Linked DNA regions of Mus musculus: region 2 is linked to region 1. Evidence: chromatin contacts called from public Micro-C data. All regions are on one chromosome and are shown on one strand. The core of a region is the stretch at or near the end of the contact, and the rest is flanking DNA. Distances in the headings are between cores, read along the strand shown.

Region 1 (6,924 bases), core at 2,312-4,811:
GAATTGCACTGGGGTCCCCCAAAGGCCTCAGTGACACAGGCTGCGGGTACTTCCTGGAGATTCTGGGGATCCTGGAACAGGTTCACACTGGAGTGGGAGTGGTCACGACTGGACCCTCTTTCTGGGTGAGGATGGAGAGGAAGAGCCATGTTCGAGTCACACCTCCTAGTTTACCTAGGCTCAAGCCTGGAGTCTAGCTAGCTCTCAGAAAAGCCAGGACTGCCTGCTACAGAGGGTATAAGGTCAGGGGCTACCTGGCTTCTGGTAGTGCTACAGTGCCCAGTCAATTGTGCTTAGAGCAACAGGCGTCCTTGAATCCTGGACAGGGTGGCCTCATGGACAGGAGTGACGTATCTCAGAGATCTCACTCAGACACTGGGGCGAGAAGAGCTGGAAATGAACCAAGTGACAGGGACTCCTAAGCAGGGCTCAAGGCCAGCTTGCACTAAAGAGGTGACAGGCTGGACCACCCACACTACAGGTGAGACTTCAGGCAGTCACTTGGATTCAGCCGCAAACTCCCCTGTTCGCAATGGGAGCACCAGAACACGGGTTTGGAGATGTCTTTCCTTTCTATGCAATATTCACCTCGTAGGTCAACATTCACTGATCCTGCCCCTCCCCCATGCCCTTTCCTTGTTCTCTTAACCAGGCAGGGCTTCTGCTTTGTCTGGGTACTGCTGCCCTGTGCACTCAGCTCCATGAGACCCAAGAGTCAACCAAGACCATGGTTCCCAGTCAACACACCAACGCCATAGGTGATTCCCAGGTGACGGTCTCCGTTTTCTAGGAAACACAGTGACATGCTGGAATCATGATACCTGCCAGCTCACGGCAGCTCACATTCTCAGTTCTAATGACAGGTTAACTCCGAGAAGCCAGGTTTTTAGTGGTCATTACTAGGGGGGAAAAATCAAGTACCAAACAAGAATTTGTGTAAATAAGAAAACAGGAGAATTGGTATGCAGACCAATTCCCAGTGTTGAGAAATTGTTCAGTGTCCAACTGGCACGCATATGCCATCAGTAATTGTGGTCAGCTGACAATAATTATTTTTCTTTTAATCTATGTGCAATATGTTTTCTAACAGTTGCTAAGTTGTTGGGACATATTTATTAAATTACTTGTACTTAACTGCTTGATAAACAGAAACTGGCGCTTGCTCCTTGTGATCTAGGATGCTGAGTTGAAGTGAAGTGCTAAGTGTTGTATAATTGTTTGGCAGGCTTGGCCCCAAGCTATGAGAGCGTGGGGTTTCCTTGTCATCTGTCCCCATTCCAGAGTGGGTCCTTGTCCTCATCAGGATGTCGAGAAGGACTTATGTGCCATGATTGGGGAAACCGATTCTCACCCATACCCAGACTGGGTGTGAACAAAGGAACACACAGGTGCACGTGCCACTGCCTTGAGACCTCAAGAGAACCATCCTAACCTTGGCACCCATCCAAACACACAGAAGGAGAGAGAGAGAGAAGACCTGGGCTCCAGAGACACCCATACCACTGAATTGGCTTCCTGGGCATGAGAGAAGGTGGAAGTTTGAGTCATGGCTTCTGTTACTTATAATTCACAGCAGCCAGGGAGGAGCTAGGGACCTGGGGAGCAATGAGGGAAGTAGTGAGCAGAGTCCCTGTTCTTGCTGATCCAGGAGCAGAAAGTCCCCAAGATTCCCTGTGGTTCAGGTCTGTTTAGAAATCTTCAGGACCAAGGGCAAGAGGCCTGAAGGTGCCACTGCCCCACATGTTGGTGCCAGGCTATTTTCCTGACTTCCTCTGCACACTGAACCAGAGATACACTCTACACTATGCCACCTTCCAGCACTGTGAGCTTCCAGAGGGCAGGAACAGCTCTTAGGACCCACTCTTACAAACCCCAGACAGAGCTGCCATCATCGACCATAGTGAATCTGCTAAACTGGGGTATGGGGAGATAAACAGAGGGCTTCCACAAAGAAGGGCCAGCCGGGCCAAGAGCAGGGAGAGTTAATAACACAGTGAGTGGCATGAACCATGAGCTGCAGGCACCAGAAGAGCTCATGACTGAAGGGTGGGGGTGGGAGGGTGATACATGGCCACAGGTTACATGAAGAAGAGGAGGTTCTGAGGCAAAGCAACGGGGTGTCTAGTTTAGCTTGGGAATCAGGAAGGAGTTCCTGATGGGGGGATACCTTAGCCAAGCACAAAGGACAAGAGACCCAGGCAGGCAGAATAGAACACTGCTGGCCAAAACTGCATCATCCAGTAGGAGGAACAGAGGCCCCTTCCAGCTTTCAATAGCCTGTATACATACACACAAACGGCAAACACAAGCGGCAGATTTCACAGAGGCCATGGACATTTCTCCAGCATAAGTATACCTCAGGATATATTTATCCTAAAAGAGTGTTTGTTGCTGATCTGAAGTTCAAATTTAAAGGGATGTTTTGACTTGCATCCCTAGTCCAGGCTGGCCAGAGAGGAGTGAGAGGGGTAAGAGCCTTAGAGTTCAGGGACAGTCTGACAAGACTGTGACTTCTTGTGCAGTGGGCAGCCTGTGACCTGCCAGCACAGAGCTGGCACACAGCAAGTGGTTGTACAGGGAGCCAGGAGAGTTTGAGGTTAACCTCTTGATTTTGGACAAGCTGGGTTTCCATCCTGCTTCTGCCTCCAATAGGAATGTCACCACCACTGTACTATTTAGCATTCTGTTGTCTCCTTATCTATAAAATGGGGACGAGGAAAGTGCCAGTCCCTTCACTCTTGTGTGCATGCACCCAGACCAGCTCCAGATCAGCCTCTGCTCTTCAGATAGATTACTTGGTACTGGGCAGAAAGGTGGCAGGTATGGGAGGAGACCACGGAGGAGGTTGCTATGGTCCTCTGGGTGGGTGATGACTGGGAGAATGGATGGGAGAGTGGCTGGGCCTCTGGGCTTTCTCAGAGGCTGAGGCATAGCATTTGCTAGGGTTTAAGGAGTGGATGATCAGTGGTTGGCAGGGCTGGAGCATGGTTGTGGGCACCCCCAGGACAACAGCTGTATGGTCCCTCTCCAGGTTATAGCAGAGGCTTCTTCAGTGAGCTGACCTTCCACTCTGGAACTCCCTAGAATGCCAGGGGACATGAAGCCAGGCCCTGACAGAGACAGAGAGCTCTGGTTGAAGGGTGGCCACTGCTGTCTCTTGCAAGGGAGGGTTGAATTCAGTGGGCCTAGGGAGCTGCCACCTCCAGGTGACAACTGGCTCTATTTACAAATAAAAAGGAAACTTCACCAATGAGAGGCAGACTTGCCTTCTATTTCTGGTGACTTTAGAAAACCCTGAGATATTTAAATGGTTCTGTCATTTCAGAAAAATTCCACCCTGCTTCCAGAGTCAGGCCAAGCTTGCCAAGATCCTGCCCAAACAGTCAGACATCTCAGCCGTACATGGCTGCCAGCGTGGGTGCAGATGGCAGACCACAGCTCACCACTTTCTACTGAACCTCAGACACAGAGGCCCCGCAGCCAGACCCCACCAGGCTCCAGTCCCTCTCCCTCCAGGCTCAGACTGCAGCAGTCAGACTTACATCTGGCATCCAACAGGGGGCACCAGAGACTGCTCAGGATGGTGAACACTGCAGCTAGAAAGCAGAGAGGACTCTGGCACCCTGAGCTCTGCAGATGGAAGATCACAAAACTTTAACAACGAGCCCCTTTACTCCTTATTATCCCTTCAAGTGGAATAAAACTCACTCTTAAATACCCAGAGTGCACCTTCTTCACTCCAGGATAAGAATGTTGTAACAGTTGCTAAACTCTCTGCTTGCCTCTGCAAAGAGATAGACTAGTAGTACTGCCATGAACACAGGAATGGGGAATGTGTCAGGTTTCCCCCCACTCATTGTCTGGATAACTCTTAAACACTAATTTGATTTTGTTTATTGTTTCAAAGAGCTATATGAGTTAATGCTCTCTTCAGGGAAAGCTAAGCTCGGCGTCCAAGGATCTTAGAGTTTACCTATTAACACACTGAACTCCACACTCAACCAGATTGGCTGTCTCGACAATGACCTCAAATGTGACCTTCAGCACTAGGAGAGTGTTCCCCCGTTGTGCCTGATTTGAATGTCTGTTTTTCCATTTCTGGGATCTGCCAGCTCCACCAAAGACCTCTACCTCCCAAACGCCATCCTTGATCATCCAAAGTGGCCACCCTCCACTCCACTTTAAAAGCACCTATATGTTTGTGCTTTTCATTACTGTAGCCTTTTCATGACCTGGGAGAACCCTCTGCCTGTGTGCACGGAGCTTGCCTGTCCATCCGGATGGTAAGCTCTCTGAAGGCATGGGTGGTGTGCTGTCTGAGAAGGGAGGAGAAACATGCCCACTGTGCCAGGAACCATACTGAGAATTTTATCTATTTTTTTCCCCTCCCTCGAGCCCCATTGATGTGACCTGTGTCGTAAGTCTGATCACTCCACAGGGAAAACAAGGCTCAGAGTGGTAAAGTGATTTCCCAGAGGTCACACAGCTGATGGAGGCCAGGGTGAGGATCTCCTGGTCTTGCTGACTTCAAATTCACTTGTCTCCAGCCTTGCTCCAGGGGTACAGACATGACTCAAGAGAGCACACTGCAGTAGTGTGCCTAACACTTAGCAGCTACTTGGTAAATAGTCTCTATGACGAGGCTCTCCTGGCAGAGTCTGACATGTGACAATGTAGGCTGGAAGGGGCTTATGAGGCAGTGGGTATTACCCCAGTCCCTTGCCAACCTTACCTTCCGGTGACCACCGATTCAGCCCATTGGCAGGCTAACCCAGGCAGGAAGAAAGACACGAGAGCACAGCTCTTCTGCTGTTGTATTCACATCTGTCCCATCCTCTCCCCCATGCTCTAGCCTCCCGCTATCCTTGGTGATTCAGCCTTGAGTGGCTGGGGTACCACACAAAGGACCGCCTCACCACAGCAGCCAGCATGTCCATCCCCATGCCTCCGTTTATCTTTAGAGAAAGAATGACTGAAAGGACCTCCACTGCCCAGGATGACTGCTTTGACAGGTCTTTACTGTGCATAAAATTGCGTCATTGTTTTGTTTAACGTTGCGAGGAGCTGAAGTGCTATGAACTTAATGCGCCACCCCCAGTGAACCATTAGGTCCCTTCTGTGTTCTTGACTTTATAAGTCTGTTTCCCTCAGAGGAACATCTGTTGTATACTTAAATGACCTTAGTTCAAAGGCACGATCAACAAAAAATTTCTTAACTCTGCTAGGAAGCATCTCGGGGATCGTTTCACCATGCCGGTTGCAGTATCGGGGCCTTTTCTGTTAACAGCTGTGTCCATCTGCCCAGGCGGGCAGAGGCCCCTCTCTTTCTACACATCATTAAAGATGCTCAGGACTGCTTTTGGGCCTCATTCCCACTCTGACCCAGGCGAGTTGAGTCTCGCCAAACTCTCCATTTTACAGGCATCAATAGCCAGACTTCTTCTCAAATGTAATTTTTACCCCTCGTGTGTGTGTGTGTGTGTGGGGGGGGGTGTGATGAAAGATAACGAGAGGTGCTCCGCTAACCCTTGGAAGGGACATGAATGGGTACTGGGGATTTCAAGCCACTTGACAAATGTAGGAAAAACAGATTGCTCTTAGCCAAACCCAGAGGAATTTGAGAAAGACGAGCTCGCTGCAGACAAAGCTTAGAAGTAGGCACCATGTTAGAAGCCATAAAAGTCATATTGGAAACACAGATGGCAAGGCAGTGGGCTGGCTGCCTCTCTCATGGATTAGCTCATCCTGATGTTATCCCATTTTACAGATGCAGCATCAGGATGCTCAGAGGAGAGCCCAGTGTTTGATTTCTGCTCTTGTTCCTCAGCAGCTGCGGAGGGTTGAAGTGAGTCATGTTACCATTTGTAGGGATGATGACAATCAAGTCATGCATGTGAATGGGGGGTTATTTTAAATGCCTGTCTATGCAGAACCTCTTCAGAGGGCTCAGGTATCAGAGGCTCCTCACGAAGCCAGCTGACCATCACCTTTTAAGGTCTGCAGCCTGTCCAGGAAATGTGAGTGTTTTCAAAGATGTTCCCCATGTCAGGCTGACTAACATCAGCAAAGGACAAACCTGAGTTCCTCCCAGAGAGTGAGGAAGAGAGATGGCTTGTCTCAGTAGCTTGTCCAGCACTGGTTGGAGAGCGGCCATGGAGACAGGCTCAAGCTTCGGGCTGTCTGCGGGCCCCTTCCCTAAGGGACATCCCGATGCCTCAGGAACACGTACATCTTCATGAATTGTTAACACGGTTGGTTTTGGGAGTTAGTGGGTCTGTGTAAGGCTGGCCATGGACTTGAGCCTCCTTGAAGCTGGAAACTCACTGCTAAAAATAAAGGAAAGTTGGATTTTGCCTTATTTGGAGAAGACTGGTCCACACTGCCTCCCTTGCCTATGTTATCTTTCAGAGCAAGTGGCAGGGCTTTAATCATGAAAAATAAAAGTCTTTTCTTTCTTTCTTTTTTTTAAAGTATAGACCAAATTCTATTGCCAAGACTTTCAGGCTGTTCCAATCTCTTTGTTGGACCAAAATATCACTGCATTCATTCTGCAGTGGGTCCAATCCAAGGAGCCCCACAGCTTTGTTCACTTTGATTAAAGTGTGAGTTCAGATGGGATGTGACTTATGGCCGCACAGTTCTTCCCTTGGTCTATGCATTCATTCTGTCTATCAGAGACAACTGAGGACAATCTGTTTCATGTCCCACTGCACAGGAGGGACTGAGGCAGCAACTACTCCCAGAGGCCCACAGTGTTCGGTGGTGCCAGGCCAGGTGGCTGATGGAAGGAACCCAGAAACCTCTTAAAGTAGCCTGGGAGGAGAGGAGCAACCCCTGTAGCTCCTATGAGAAAGAACTCTAAAGGTTGGACATGGAGACTGGAGGCATGAAGAGAGAAGGGAGAGAGTCCCAGAAGGGGAGGAT
Region 2 (6,924 bases), core at 1,842-4,341, 69 kb after region 1:
AGCCTGGTAGTACATGGCTATAATCCCAGCACTCGGGAGATAGAGACAGGAGGAGGATCCAAAATGCAAACTCATCCTGTCTCCCAAGCAAATTCAAGGCCAGCTTGGGCTAGATAAAATCTTATCTCAAAAGAAAAGGGGGCTGGAGAGATGGCTCAGTGGTTAGAACCACTGGCTGCTCTCACAGAGGACCCAGGTTTGATTCTCAGCCCCCACATGGGGTCTCTCGCAGCCACCTGTAACTGTAGTTCCAGGGCATCCAACACTTCAGGACCCCAACAGGGACATACGCAACTGAGAATGGCTCTTTCTTGAGTCTTTCCTCTCTCAGAATTTGTGGGGTCAGAGCCATGTTGCCTACAGTTTTTCATCTGTCACAAAGAGGGTGCCATGTCTGGGAGCAAGGCAGGGCTGGTCACAGGAACAGTGGTCTGGCCAGGGGGCCACCCAACACCGCCCTAAGTCCCTCAGAGCCAGGCTCTAGAGTCTGCAGCCTGAGCCAAGCCAGGCTCCTGTACCAGAAGGCCAGAAGGGCCTCTTCCTCCCTGAGATCGAGCAAGAGGTGAACATGAGGCAGGTATCAGGTTTCTCAGCTTCCTGCAAGACAGGGCAAACAAGATTGTTTGGTCTCAGAGGGGCTATAAGCTGAGTGTCAACAGGTTCCAGGGGGCTTGAGAGCCGCATGGAATGTGACGGGAGAGGCAGCGTGTGGGACTCTTGAACACTCAACATTCATCCCCACGCAAAGGGCTAAAGCGTTTCAAGGGAGAAGAAATGAAATAACCTTATTCACATTCAAATGTCAATAACTAAATGTTCCTGAAAAATGACACTTTATAGAAAACACGTATATGGAAAATGTCAGTGTAGGCTTCCAGTCACCGCCTCTGCAAATGTTCCAGTGTATGTGGGAGCATGAAGACACTGCCCTCCATCCTAACCAGGCTACTGAGTATTTCTTGAAGCCTTCTCTTCCTACCAGCCAGTTATGTTCCCTGCAGGCCCCTGGAGTAACCCCCCACCCCCGTTTTATCTTTAGCTGTCTTAAGTTCATCCTTCAGAACTACGACACCCTCCAAGCTTGCCCCACCAGCCCACCAGGCAGTACTGGGTACTACACATGTACATTCTTCCAGAGGGTCCCTAGCCATGCTGAGCATCCTCACGGTCTTGTCTCATCCCTTGGCCTGATGGCTCCTCAGGGGTAGGGCCTGGTTGGCAATCTATTCAGAAATCTTTTCCCCCACCGCATAAGGAGGTCAGATCCCCACACTAGATTGTATGAAGCCTGGCGACGTGGACGAGCGCCTGTGACCTAAATGTGCACCCCTAACAGGTGTCCCCTCTCGCCTTGGGTCTATCTAGAGCCAGAGCCTGCCCAGCAAGCACAATGGGAGCTGCCCAGAATATACCAGCCCTAAGCAGATGTGCCTATCTGCCCACTAACCAGCACATGCACATGCATACATGCACACATGCACACATGAACACTTGCACACACGTGCACACGCACACACATACGCACACATACATGCTGGTGCATTGGCTCTAGCTATATCCTGAGTAGGTTTGAGTCATGACTCCATGTGTATTCCCAAGCGGGGACCTTGGACAAGGTACTTAACCACTCTTTCTATTTTCTTATCCAAAATTGGTAGGGAAATAATCCTTCAGACCTCACAGGAGTGGGCTAAAGATTAAGGCCCCCTAACGGTGTTTAGCCATTGTAAGGACACTAATAAGTGCCAGTGATCATGACTCGGTGCCCCATATGCACAACCCCATTCTCGATCTGATCCTTAGTGATTCTTAGTCACAGACTCTCATAACTTAAAGATGTCCCAAGAGGGAAAGTGATGGCTAGACTCATCTTCAGTCAACAAACCCACAATGGGCATCTGCAATGTGCCAGGCCCTAGGGAAGGAAGCGGGATGTGCAGGCAGGACCCTGCACATCTTGAATATACAGCCAAGTTTGGATACAAGTTTGTACATTGACATGACAGAGATCAGTAGTAAATGCTGTAGTAAGATGGGCAGGGTGAGTCGGGAAGGCAGTAGTAATTTAGCTGTGGGAAATCCTGGAAGGCTTCTTGGAGGAGAGTACAACTAAGTAGCAATTGAGATCCAAGTCAGTCGAAACAGAGTGAGAAGACTGAGAGGCAAACCAGGCTGTGGTGGTGCGCGTTGTCAGTAGTTAATTATACCAACCACCATACACACTACCAGCCACTCCTGCGTGCTGGCCCCGCTCCAGGCCTATACCCAGCATGCATCTTAGCTGCCATCTCAGCTCCAGGAGAGAGGGAGGGAGGGAGGCTGTGTGGGCTTTCTTTACAGTTGGCATCTCTAGACCAGGGCTTCTCAGCCTTCCTAATGCTGCGACCCTTTAATACAGCTCCTCGTGTTGTGGTGACGCCTAACCATAAGATTATTTTTGTCGCTACTTCACAACTGTAATTTTGCTACTGTTATGAGTTGTAATATAAATATCTGATATGCAGGATAGCTGATATATGACCCCACCCCCAAGAAAATGGGGTTTTTTTGACCCACAAAGAGATCATAGCCTGAAGGTTGAGAACAAGAGGTGGTGATAATGGTTTGTAGAACCAATAAGCTCAAATGACACTATAAAGTTCCATCTAAAATAATCTCCATTTTACAGAGAAGGAAACTGAGGCATGGAGGAAGCAAGTGAGCCATGGAAGGAGGGCCCTATGGACTTATGAGGCAGAGTGGGATGGGACCAAGCTTTGCCAGTGGACATGGCCCTCCTCATAACACCCACCATCCCTACACACACACACACACACACACACACACATGCACACACACACGCACACACACACACATGCACACGCATGCGTGCCAAATTCACCACTCAGACACTCTACAGATGAGGCTGGCCTGTAGAGATGTCTGCAGTCAAAACGGCTGTATCCCTTTGTTCACAGGACATGGGGACAGCCCTACAGTGGGCTCTGTGAGCACATGATGGCCACTGCCCACGGCCAGGGCTGCTGGCCCAGCAGCCTGTGTTTATGTTTCTCCCTCTGTCTGGAGATGCAGATTGAAATTATCTCCACCAGCCGTGTCATCCTGTCCTGAGCCATGCTTCAAGCCCCAGCACCTCCCGGCACAGCCCGGGTAGTCCTAGCTGGAGCCTGATAGCCATGGCCGTGTGGTTTGGGCTCTGACGGGGTGGGAGAAGAAGGCCACCCCATCCCCTGACCTAGACTGCACCGAAGCTGTTGCTCAAGCTGTCTTCTTTGCCTGGGAACTCAGGGAAAGGGCACGGGGGCTGGGGGTCATGCCAAGCCAGCCCTGGGGGTGCAGAGTGCATTAGCTTCTAAGGAGTCTACTGTCGGCCTCAGGTATGCTCATGACAGTACACATCACTTGATAGGCAGGTGACTTCCAGGGAACACGAGACGCAAATCCCCCTTGTCCTTCGTTGTCAGACTCACTCTCTGTGCCACCCTGACCTGATTCCTTTCCCTCTCTGGGACTTAGATACTTTATCTGTGCAGTGAGAAACTAGGGCAGAGAATGATAACTGACACACAGGGGTTTGTGTGTGCCAGGCTCTTCCTAGGTCCCTGGGGACAAAAGCCAGACCTCATTCTTGGTGTTTTGTTTGTTTTGTTTTGTTTTGTTTTGTTTTGTTTTGGTTTGGTTTGGTTTGGTTTGGTTTGGTCTTTTTTTAAGACAGGGTTTCTCTGTGTAGCCCTGGCTGTCCTGAAACTCACTCTGTAGACCAAGCTAGCCTGGAACTCAGAAATCTGCCTGCCTCTGCCTCCCAAGTGCTGAGATTAAAGGCGTGCACCACCACCACCCAGCACCAAAGCATTCAAGAACAAATGTCTGACACTTGAAAGTATTCAAGGGGTCAGTTGAATACATGATCTAGGTCTCCCTGTTCTTCTTTTCTAGGCATAGCTCCACTAAGAGAGGCCAGGACACTTGGAGTCGACTGGAGTGATCCCCACAGTACAGGCCTCAGTGGAAACCATTCACAGCACCACAGGAACTCAAACGCTGGTGACAGCTCTTACGATTCTGCTGTCAAGTGTCCTTATCCACAGGAAGTTCTCAAGAGCAAATTAAAAAATAAAAAAGATGGGTCCCTTCTTGCAGCACTTACCTGCCTATCAAGTGACCTCCACTGTCATGTACATACCCGAGGTCAGCAGTGGACTCTTTAGAAGCTAACACACTCTTCTAAGTCACAGAAAATGAACTTCTCTGGGGATCTCCTCGTCTTCTCCCTGGGTCCCAGCATGGGAAAGAGGCAAGCTTCCCAGCAGGGAGACAAAGGCTTGAGACCAAGGTCACGTCTCCAAGGTGACTGGAGGTGCTGAGATGGGGCAGGGCCTTGCCAAGGACTGTCTGCCACATCTGTGCTGAGCTAGTGTGTCCGCTAGCACACTGAGGAAGGTGCAGGCTGCTTCCGACACCATGGTACGGAGGCAGGGATGCCTGTGGTGTGTACTGGGAAGCAGGAGCTGCACTTGGCCTAGAAGCACAGACCAACGCTAGAAACATCTGAGGAACTAACACAAGCTAAGAGTCGAAACACAAAGCAATTAAAGACACTGGACCGAAAGGCCGGTGTGCGCCGTGGCGTTGTCTCCTAATAATACTTGAACACGCGGATGAGGGCTTTTGCTCCTGATGGTAGTGTGGCTTTGATATTCTTTAAGTGTGATGGTGGAATTCTGCCAAATATATATGCATTTAAAAATGCAGAGGTGAGTTGGGAGTAGCCGGATGACCCATGTCAGATAAATCATAGGGTCTCAGTCTGGACAGGAAGTGTTGTGCCAAGGCAACTTCTGAGCATAGCTGACATCGACACAGTGAAGTCTCAGGGCTGAGGCAACAGAAAAAAATAAGCCCGTGGGTATGACCACCCCAACCCAGCATGAAAGGTGGGTTCCTCAAAGGCTTACACCCTCAGCAAAAACACAGACACGAAAAAACAAAAAAAAACAAAAAAAACAAACTTTGCCTCCAGCAAAAGGAGACAAGGTGACACAAATATCCTGGCTCGTGTCCAAGTAGAGAAATGAAAAAAATTTTAAAAGGGGTGTGCTGACAGACATGCCTAATCACAGCCTACACTGCACGAGTCTGGAGTTCAAAGTCACTTCCCTGGTCATCCAAGAAAACAGGCAGTCTCAAGCAAGTAGCTCTCTGGGAGAGTCATAAGCCATCCCGTGTGCCCCACAGGTTCCCTACAGAGTCATAGATGAACTCAGAGAAAACTAAGAATAGCAAGACGCAGCCGCTAGGAGAGTTGCTAGAAGGACTCAAGACTCTGGACTGGTTAAAAGAACAAGTGAGATTTCTAAGTTTGAAACATTTAATGAAGTAAAACTGAGAATTAAAAACTCAATTCAGATACAGTGACTGAAAAGCAACCATTTAGGAAAAAAACAAAACAAAAAAACCTCTTCAAACAGAAGCAAATTACTGAGATGTAAGTCTGAAGAGACGGATGAAACAACTGAGCAGAGACCGCAGAGGCAGCGAGGGGCTGGAGCTAAAGCACCAACACGGAAACCTAGGGATAGAGGACAGGAAATGCCAGGGAGCCACCAACACATCATGGGGCAAGGCTGGAAAGTCTGATGGGTGCTAATGGAACCGTCTGAGGAAGAGACTCAGGCTCCCTATAAAGTCATAGTTGGGCAAATAGAACTGTGAAGCGGTCGATCTGTGAAGAAATGATAGCTAGCATTTTCCAAACACAGGAAATCGCTTGATTCAGACATCTCTGAAGATGGAATGTGGAGGAACTTGTGAGCAGACACACAGAAGACAAAAAAAAGATCTCTAGGGTGCTAAGAGTGCTGGGTACTAAGGAGGTCTGTACCACATGCCGACGTGAGGGGCAGTGCAGTAGCATCTTTGGCATACTGATAGCCTGTGCAGAATTCTAAGCCCCGCTTAACTCTCACTCAGGGGTAAGAGCACAAGAATCTGCTCAGACAAAATATGTGCTTCACTAAAGGACAGAAAAAGAAGCAAATGTTCCAGAGAGAAGAGCTAGGGAACAAGAGGCATTTTTTGTTTGGTTTTGTTTTTAAGATAGCGTCCTATTACACAGCCCGGCCTGGCCTTGAACTCTCCATCCCTCTGCCTCCACCGCTCAAGTGTTGAGATGATAACAGATGCCAGCACGAAGGGCTCATAAGAGTGAATTGAAAACAAAGAAGATCTAACAACAGTGGCTCATGTTGGAATAAAAATTAATTTGGAATGGAATTCGTGGCCAGAGACAGCAAGTGAGACAGCAAGTGAGACAGAATGGGGGAGGAGGAGGGTGTTTGCCTTCACTTAGTAAAAGCTCATTCTAAATCTCGAGGAGGAATCAGTACAGTGAGAGTGAACTGTCTAAGTCAATTAAAGGAAGCAAAGGGAATTTCAGAAATCTGACTCAGAGCTGAGTTCCTGACCTTGAGGATTTGAGTCTGTGCAAGAGGCGGGGACTCTTCGAGGGCGGACTCTGCGAGGGCGGACCCTCCTGCTGGCACTTTTAGTGTATACAACGGTCAGGGTTCTGTGAAAATGGTGGCAAGTATGTTGTCTCGTTACTTCAGTTGTTCCAGAGGACACCTTGCCCTTGGCTACCTGGCCTTCCTCTTTCCTTATGGGCACTTAGCTTCAGGAGCATCTTGAACGCTCATTAACAGAGAAATGGTCGGGAGGATGGATGTTTCTGCGCAGTATAAAGGAGGGCAGAGGAAATCAATCCACTGTGTTCAGTTGTCTATTATTTGACACCTGCAAAACACACACACACACACACACACACTCACATGCACACACTCACACACACTTACATGCACACTCACATGCATACACTCACACACATGCACAAACATACACATGTACAAACACATGCACACACTCACA

What was found. Hi-C and Micro-C count contacts between places; a contact is called where the count stands out from the background.
Region 2: a Micro-C map of granulosa cells shows a contact between it and region 1, with 4 times the contacts expected there. The contact joins two enhancer-like sites. A contact is called at or near these places in 1 of 15 datasets of contacts at CTCF or cohesin (pro-B cells) and 6 of 484 Hi-C or Micro-C datasets (Sertoli cells, cumulus cells, granulosa cells and 2 more).

What each region holds. Positions count from the first base shown.
Region 1 is chr9:98,642,405-98,649,328 of GRCm38.p6, forward strand. No RefSeq gene overlaps it. Among named protein-coding and RNA genes, the nearest start is that of Mrps22, 44 kb to the left of the region's middle. Within about 2 kb of position 3,562, at least 9 of the 459 cell types and tissues checked have an H3K27ac peak or open chromatin away from gene starts, as enhancers often do. A contact at or near this core is called in granulosa cells, where this site is marked.
Region 2 is chr9:98,711,745-98,718,668 of GRCm38.p6, forward strand. No RefSeq gene overlaps it. Among named protein-coding and RNA genes, the nearest start is that of Gm39411, 34 kb to the right of the region's middle. Within about 2 kb of position 3,092, at least 4 of the 459 cell types and tissues checked have an H3K27ac peak or open chromatin away from gene starts, as enhancers often do. A contact at or near this core is called in granulosa cells, where this site is marked.